Linked DNA regions of Sus scrofa: region 2 is linked to region 1. A link is a contact called in public promoter capture Hi-C data. All regions are on one chromosome and are shown on one strand. Each heading gives the region's core, a stretch centred on a gene start, on an enhancer-like site or on the middle of the called end of the contact. The rest is flanking DNA. Distances are from core to core; before and after follow the strand shown.

Region 1 (4,016 bases), core at 770-3,269:
AATAGCAACAACAACAACGACAAAAGACAAAAAAAAAAAATAAATAAATAAATAAACTTTAGACTGGGTGTGTGTGTGTGAATTATAAAAATAATGCAGGCCCATGGCATGAAATGAAAAGCAAGTCCGTTTTTCCCCTCTTCGTGCTCTCTTCGTGCTCACTCCACAAACATACTTCCAGAGAGGTTTCTGTGGCTCTACCAGCATTTATATATATAATGACCCTTTAACTGTAGGTAAATGCAGTTACACTAAACGTGCCTCTTGCTCCTTGACACTTAACGCATCTAGGCTGTATCCAAATCAGCAGAGAGCGAGTGAGCTCCCCACTGTTCACAGCTGAGTGACATGACTGCAGATTATCCCCTGCTCTGTTTAATGCCCTGCCTGCCGGCTGGACAGGTGCTTGCTGTTGCAGCCAAGCCTGTGATAAGCAGCCCAGCACCTGCACGCTGGGCAGCGTGCCCTGTTTCTTTCTTTTTTTTTTTTTTTTTGTCTTTTTAGGGCCGCACCCGCGGCCTATGGAGGTTCCCAGGCTAGGGGTCGCATCAGGGCTACAGCTGCCGGACTACCCCACAGCCACAGCCACACCAGACCTGGGCCCCATCTGCCACCTACCCCACAGCTCACAGCAACGCTGGATCCTGAATCCAGGGATCGAGGCCGGGGTCGAACCCGCATCCTTATGGATCCTAGTCAGGTTTGTTAACTGCTGAGTCACAAAGGGAACTCCCCAGCGTGCCCTGTTTCTGATGGGACAAATCCATGACATCGGCCGCCACCTGGAATCCCTCCACTCCTCCTGGGGGCTCCTGCAGGACCACTCGCCAGAGTCTACCGTCGGATGGTGACTGAGTTAAGTCCAGCTGCTCGACCTCTCTCTCTCTCTCTGCCTCCTCTGTCTCAGCCCTGCAATGGAGGTGATAGAAAGGGTACCACTTCTGGAGCTGTCTCAAGGGTGGCGTGTGCTAGATAACGTGTTAGACCACAGGGGTCAGGGGAAGGATTCGGGACGGCTTGCTGCCCTTCCTGTCATTGTTCCTTGAGTGCTTCATCTCCCCGGCAGAACACCGGCTCTCCTCGTGGGGCTCTGGTCTTCTCTGTACCCCGCAGCTTCCCAAGATTTGGATGCTGTGGGTGCCAGATACGTGGTCCCCGCTTGTGCTCCTGCCGAGGGATCCTCCAGCTTCGGCCCACCCTCCACTCCCCAAAGCCTTTCTCTGGCTGATCTTCCTTCTCTTTACTCCCCACCCCCACCCCTACCTGCCCTCTCACCCCACCCCCCACCCCTGTCCAGGTTAGTGATAACAGGGGTGCTGGGGGGGTTCCTCAGGAGCTCTGCAAAGGATCAAGGTCTGGACCCACCCTGAGACCAACACCATGGCCAGATTCCTGTCCCCAGGCTTCCAGACCTTGCCCCTCTCCCCGGAGGCTTGAGTATCACATCAACCTCTGGTCCTCCAGGCTGGCGAGGCCTGCTCCAGGGGGAAGGCGAGATGATAAGAGCCGGCCCAGGGCTGAGAAAGGGACATCTGGCCTTGGGAGCTCAGCCCGGATCCCGCCCCCAACACACCCACCCACACAATCGTTTAGTTCATCTAGTCTGAAGGGGGAGGCTAGGCGGGTCCTTGGCCTCCAAGGAGGGAGATGGGTGCCCCCTGCCCCTGGAGGTAGTCAGACCCTGAGCAATCCTGGCACCAGCAGGGGTCAGCCCGGGCCACAGCTACCCAGTGCGTCAGAGTAGATGGGTCTGCACTTGCCTCTGGGAGCGGGGAGGTGCAGGAATTTTTGGCTCAGGCTGCAGGGCAGCTGCTTGAGGGACTCTGCAGGGGTGGGGCCAAGTGGACTGTGCCTGCCCCCACCCCAGGGAAGCAGCAGAGCTAGGGGAGAAATTGCAGCAGAGGAGGGAGATCAAGAGTCAGAGCAGAGCTTCTCTGGGCTGAGAGCAAATAGAGACTGGCTTGGAGGAGACATTGGGGACCTCCTGTGATAACAGTAAGAGCAGTCTGAGTTTCAACGGCAGCTGCTAACAATTAGAAGTGAGTACCCTCTAAGGGGCTTCTTACAAAAGCCCCATGTTTTTTTTTTTTTCCTTTTTCAGCCACGCTGGAGGCATATGGAAGTTCCCCAGCCAGGGTTCCCATACCAGCCACAGCTGCAACCCCCCACTACAGCTGCGGCAACACCTGATCCTTAACCCACTGCCCCACAGTGGAAACTCCTACCTCTATTTTATTTTAGTTTTTATTTTTACAGACTAGGGAAGTTTTCAGGCTAGGCGTCGAATTGGAGCTGCAGCTGCAGACCTACGCCACAGCCACAGCAACACTGGATGGGAGCTGCATCTGGGACTTTTCCTGCAGCTTGGGGCAACGCTGGATCCTTAACCCACTGAGCAAGGCCAGGGATAGAACTGCATCCTCATGGATACTAGTCGGGTTCTTAACCCGCTAAGCCACAACGGGGAACTCCGGAATCTCCAGATCTTGACATCTTTCCTCTGCGTCCGTGGCAGGAATCCATGCGAACCAAGATTCTGCCCCATCAGGAAGGTTCTGCGTCATTGGAGCAGAGGCAGCGCGGGTGTTTTACTGAGTCTGCCCTAAAGAAGATTCCTGTGACTCGTCTAGAGACCCCGCCGTCCACCCAGGCACCCAGCCAGAGCTTCTCCCAGCGGCAAACCCTAGGCACGCTTCTGTCATTGGCACCAGCTCTGGACTTAATGCCGAGGGAGGGTGGGGGCAGGGGAAGTTGAGTAAGACCCGTCCTCAGCCTTGGAAGGCGCCTCCGCCTCGGGAGGATGCGGAGGAGGGCGCGTTGGCGGTAACGGAGAGTCGCGGGCAGGGGCAGAGATGAGAGAAGGCTTCCTGGAGGCAGAAGCTGCAACAGGACTCACAGGCGAGACCTTCCAAATGTGTTTCAAGGAAAGGGTGAGGGCTAAAAGGTCCGGGGGAACAGGCTTGTTTGACCTAAGGATGAAGGCGCTGGAGGGAGGGTATGGGAGATGGCTGTTACTGGAGTGGTTTTTCTAGAGGGTTGACGTGATCGTGGCACTTCGGACCTAGATTTTTCTCTTTGTCGGGGGAGGAGAGGATGGCGCCCGGAAGACGAGCTCCAGCGGAAAATAGGGCTCTGCCCGGGCTGAGACACCACTGGATCCGTCGCTGGGCACCGCTGCCCCAGGAACCGCAGAGCAGGACACTGGCGTCCAGCGCGGACCCGGCCCGGGCCGGCCCGCCCCGCCCCGCCCCCCGGCACCAGGCCCCGCCCCAGGCCCCGCCCCCGCCCCGCCCCCTCCCCCGCCGCCCCGCGCAGGTAGGGAAGAGGCGGAGCGCCGGGGCCCCGCCCCCAGGAGCCACCGCCCAGCCGCTGGCCGGCGCCGCTCGGAGCTGCGTCCTGGGGACTTGGGGCCGCAGGGAGGTGAGCGCGGGGCAGCGGGCGGGGCCGGGCTCGCGGCAGCCGGGCGGCCGGTGCCAGAGGGGCCGCGGGATTGCGCCGGAGCACGCCTTGGGGCGGCGGTGCGCGGCGGCGAGGGGGCCGGCCTGCGGAGTTCTCGGGCCCCACGTGGGCCAAGCCTGGGGCCAGAGGCCAGGGCTGGACTTCAAGGGGCCGCTGGACCGGGTGTGCTGGCTTCTTGTGCTCGGCTGGGACGAGGCGCCTAAGGGGTTCGTGGGCCATGGGTCACCAGAGATGGGGGCATGACAATTGGGCCGAAGTTTAAAGTCCCGGGAGGAAGAGAGGGGACAGCCCTAGGGCCGGACCGCGCCGTCCCGCCTTCGTCCCAGAAGCGCCTGGAATTCATACCTTCTGCTCCCCTCCCCTTTCTCCTGGGTGAGCAGTCGCGGCCGGGGCGGGGTTTTTCGGTTCAGCCTGCCGCCGAGGTGGAAACAGGTGCGGCCGGGGAGGCTTCTTGCCAGGCTGGTCCAGAGCTCAGAAACTGGACCCCAAAGTCCTGATTTTTCGGCAGAGAGGCTTGGGAAGGCTGCCCCGCTCCGGTTCCCCCGGGGCTCTGCGTT
Region 2 (4,016 bases), core at 1,012-3,511, 530 kb after region 1:
AGGCTCTGCCTACGAGCTTTCTAAATTAGACATTTTTAACCTGGGCTCTTGGGGGGGAAATCCTCCTTGTTTTCACTGTCCCCTAACTGAAATTTAGCACTTCTTTCTATTATAAATGGAGAGTGATAGTGGAAATACCTGTCACTTGTTACCAATAGAAATTATAGATTTTTCATAGCACATTTAGAGGTGACAGAGAATTTTAAGTATTTTTACATTTATCACAATTGCAAACATACAGTAATTTTTGTCTCCATGAGATCTTATTATTTATTTGTTCTTTTGTTAAAGAAATATGTATATAACTTTATCACATATTTGTTTTCTTCATATTTTGTTTTCTGGGGTTTTTTTAGGGCCACACCCGCGGCATATGGAGGTTCCCAGGCTAGGGGTCTAATCAGAGCTACAGCTGCCGGCCTACACCACAGCCACAGCAATGCAAGATCTGAGCCCTGTCTTCAGCTTACACCACAGCTCATGGCAAAACCGGACCCTTACCCACTGAGCAAGGCCAAGGATCGAACCCACCTCCTCATGGATGCTAGTTGGGTTTGTTAACCACTGAGCCACGACGGGAACTCCAATGAACTTTTAATTTTAGAACAGTTACAAACTTACTGAAAAGCTGCAAAGATAATTTCCCCTTTTGTCTGCCTCATGATGACTATGATATATTTGTCACAATTAAAGAGCCAATATTGATACATTCTTATTAATGATATTCCATAATTTGTTCAGATTTCCTTAGTTTTCCCCATCATCCTTTTTCTCTTTTAGGAGCACCCAGAAATCACATTACACTGAATTATCCTGTGTCCTCCGGCTTCGCTTGGCTGTGACAGGTTTTCAGGCTTTCCTCTTTTCCTTTTCCTTCTGTTTTTTCCTTTTTACAGCCACATCTGCGGCCTGTGGACCTTCTTGGGCTAGGGCTTGGATCAGAGCTGCAGCTGGATCCTGTGCCACAGCCACAGCAATGCTGGATCCCAGCCACATCTGTGACCTACCCTGCAGCTCATGGCAATGCCTGATCCTTAACCCACGGAGCCAGGCCAGGGATTGAATCTGAATCCTCATGGATACTAGTTGGGTTCTTAACCCACTGAGCTGCAACAGGTACTCCAGACGTTTCTTGTTGTTTGGTTTTTGATGAACTTGACAGTTTCCAGGGGTTCTGGTCAAGGGCTGTGTAGTCTGTCTCTCCACTGGGATTTGTCTGAGGTTTTACTAGTAATTAGAGTGGGGTTATGGGTTTGGGGGAGGAAGCTCATATCACATCCAGGGTGCCTACTGCGGACATGACTGATGACTGTCGGTGTTGACCGCGACCACTGGCTGAGGTCGTCTTGGCCAGGTTTTGCCGCTGTCAAGTCACCCTTCTGCTCTCTTTGGAAGGAAGTCACTATGCACAGCCCGCACTTAAGGACTGGGAAGCCCTGCTCCACCTTGGAGTATTTACAGAATCTGTTTGGAATTCCTCTGAATGGGAAATTTGTCTACTCTCCCTCATTTATTTATCCAGTGATTTATTTATTATCAGCAGGAACTCATGAGTGTTTGTTTTCTACTTTGGGTTGCAACCCAGCGCTACTTTAGTTATTCTGTTGCCACTCTGTTGGGTTTAGCTTAACATCGTTGAGGTAATTTAAATACAATAAACCCCACTGGTTTAAGTGCATGGTTGGAGGAGCCTCAGCAAAGCCTCCAACTGGGGAACCCACACCCCTAGCCCAGGCCACACCACGGGAGGGACCGGAACTGAATGATGAGACTAGGGACGTGGAGGATGACCCCAGCTTCCCATTTCAGCTGTGGAGGAGCGCAAGTTCCCCGCCTGAGGTAAACAGAGTCTCTAAGGGGCAAAAACATGCGCACGTCAGCAGTTCTTTTTTTTCCTCTGCCGTCAGCAGCTCAGCAACTTTGCTAACAGTGCTGCCCAGGGGTCTGGAGCGCAAGGGGCAGGCGCGACACGGGGCGGGGGGCGGAGGTCGCCCAGCGCCTTAGGAGCCCCTGGCAGGCACGGGGTGGGGGAGTTTGGGGGGTCGTGGAGGGGTGAACTCCTTCCCTGCTTTCAGTGTGTCCCGTCCCCGTCCCGCCCTCTTCCCTCTCCCTCTTTGGTCCAGGAGGCCCTCGGGGGTCAGACGAGGCCCAGAGGCCGTCCCGCGCGGCCTGGGCTGGGGCGGGTGCCCGGGCGGGCAGGCGGGCCCGCGGCGCCGGGGGCGGGCCGAGCGGGGGGCGGGCCCCTTGGCTGCGGTCCAGGGGGCGGGGCGGCGGCGCGGACGGTCTGGGTCCCTCCCAGGCGGGAGCGGCCCAGGCGGTGCCCCAGCGGCCGCGGAGCCATGGACGGCGGCTGGCCCTTCAGCTGCCCCATCTGCTTGGAGCCGCTCCGGGAGCCAGTGACGCTGCCCTGCGGCCACAACTTCTGTCTCGCCTGCCTGAGCGCGCTCTGGCCGCACCGCGGCGCGGGGGGCGCCGGGGGGCCGGGAGGCACGGCCCGCTGCCCGCTGTGCCAGGAGCCTTTCCCCGACGGCCTGCAGCTCCGCAAGAACCACACGCTGTCCGAGCTGCTGCAGCTCCGTCAGGGCTCGGGCCCGGGGCCCGGCCCAGGCCCGGCGCCGACCCCGGCCGCAGCCCTGGCGCCCGAGCCGGCGGCGCCCAGCGCGCCGCCCAGCTCGCCGCCCAGCGCTCCGGAGCCATCGGCGCCCAGCGCGCCCGAGCCGTGGCCGGAGGGCGAAGAGCCGGTGCGCTGCGACGCGTGCCCCGAGGGCGCCGCCCTGCCCGCCGCGCTCTCCTGCCTCTCCTGCCTCGCCTCCTTCTGTCCCGCACATCTGGGCCCGCACGAGCGCAGCCCCGCGCTGCGCGGACATCGCCTGGTGCCGCCGCTGCGCCGGCTGGAGGAGAGCCTGTGCCCGCGCCACCTGCGGCCGCTGGAGCGCTACTGCCGCGCGGACCGCGTGTGCCTTTGCGAGACCTGCGCCGCCCAGGAGCACCGAGGCCACGAGCTTGTGCCGCTGGAGCAGGAGCGCGCGCTCCAGGAGGTGGGATGCGGTTGCAGCGGGCGGGCGGGCGGCCGGGACGGGTGACCCGCCTCGAGAGCCGAGGCCCCATCACCCCCATCCTTCCCAGGCTGGGTCTTAATTTCCTCCTTTGCCGTCCCTTCCAGCCTGGACAGTCATCTGATCGCTGTGGGACATTTCGCTCAGGATGAGAATGGGGGGGGGGGTTGGAGGAACCCAGTGTGAACCCAAAAAGGACGGGAAAAGCAGGCTGGGGTCCCGAGGCTGGGGCGCGGCCGGGGGCGGGGGGGGTGTTTAAAGCAGCAGAGAGCTCGTGCCCATGCCGGTCCCAGCTCAGATTTGCTGCGGTGAGGGTTTCAGTGGGTGGGGCAGGCGACAGGAGGGCTGCAGAGGTGGGGCCGAACCCACCGGCACACAGACCCCTCTGTCCAGCTGACCTGGCGGCCCGCAGTGAGAGCATGTGGGCGCTGTCCAGCTCGTTACCTCCGCCCCCAGTTTCCTTTGGCCCTCAGCCGGGTCTTGGCACTTCTGGCCTTGGGATTTTCCGTCTCTCCTGCCTGGAGCAGTGACTCATAAGACCCAGGGGGTTTGCCCGGAATCCCCATTTTTCAGGCCTGGACTGGGGACACAAACTCTTTGAGAACAGGGATTCTCAGAACAGCTGAATGCCAGCTTGTGCAGCCACCTGTCCTCTCTCAGTCTCTGCCTCGTCCCCACCTAGGGAAGCTCCCAAATGAATGTGAGCGATATTGAGGAGCATGGATGGCCCTGTACTTGCTCACAAGTCAGAGAGGAGAGGCAGACACCCCACAGCCAGCCTGCCTGCCCTCCCCTTTGGGAATGGCACCTGCCTGGGCTTGAGGCACCCCCTGGCGTACTGTACAACATCGCGGCCACTCCCAGCTCCACCTAGGCACAGATACCACTCCTGGGTCCCCCACCACCACCCTTGGTAAGACCTGGGACCCCAGTGCAGGGCTGTGACCTCGGCCAGACCCT

The links. Promoter capture Hi-C pulls out the DNA fragments that hold promoters and counts their contacts.
Region 2: a contact with region 1 is called in a promoter capture Hi-C map of fetal skeletal muscle, with 3 times the contacts expected there. The contact joins the promoter of TRIM47 here to the promoter of RHBDF2 in region 1. A contact is called at or near these places in 1 of 5 promoter capture datasets (fetal skeletal muscle) and 1 of 2 datasets of contacts at active chromatin or transcription factors (alveolar macrophages).

The regions. Positions count from the first base shown.
Region 1 is chr12:5,006,515-5,010,530 of Sscrofa11.1, forward strand. RHBDF2 (inactive rhomboid protein 2) reads left to right here and starts at 2,020. Exons shown (of 19, transcript XM_021066584.1): 1 at 2,020-2,039.
Region 2 is chr12:5,532,998-5,537,013 of Sscrofa11.1, forward strand. TRIM47 (tripartite motif-containing protein 47) reads left to right here and starts at 2,262. Exons shown (of 6, transcript XM_003131190.4): 1 at 2,262-3,038. The coding sequence starts at 2,340.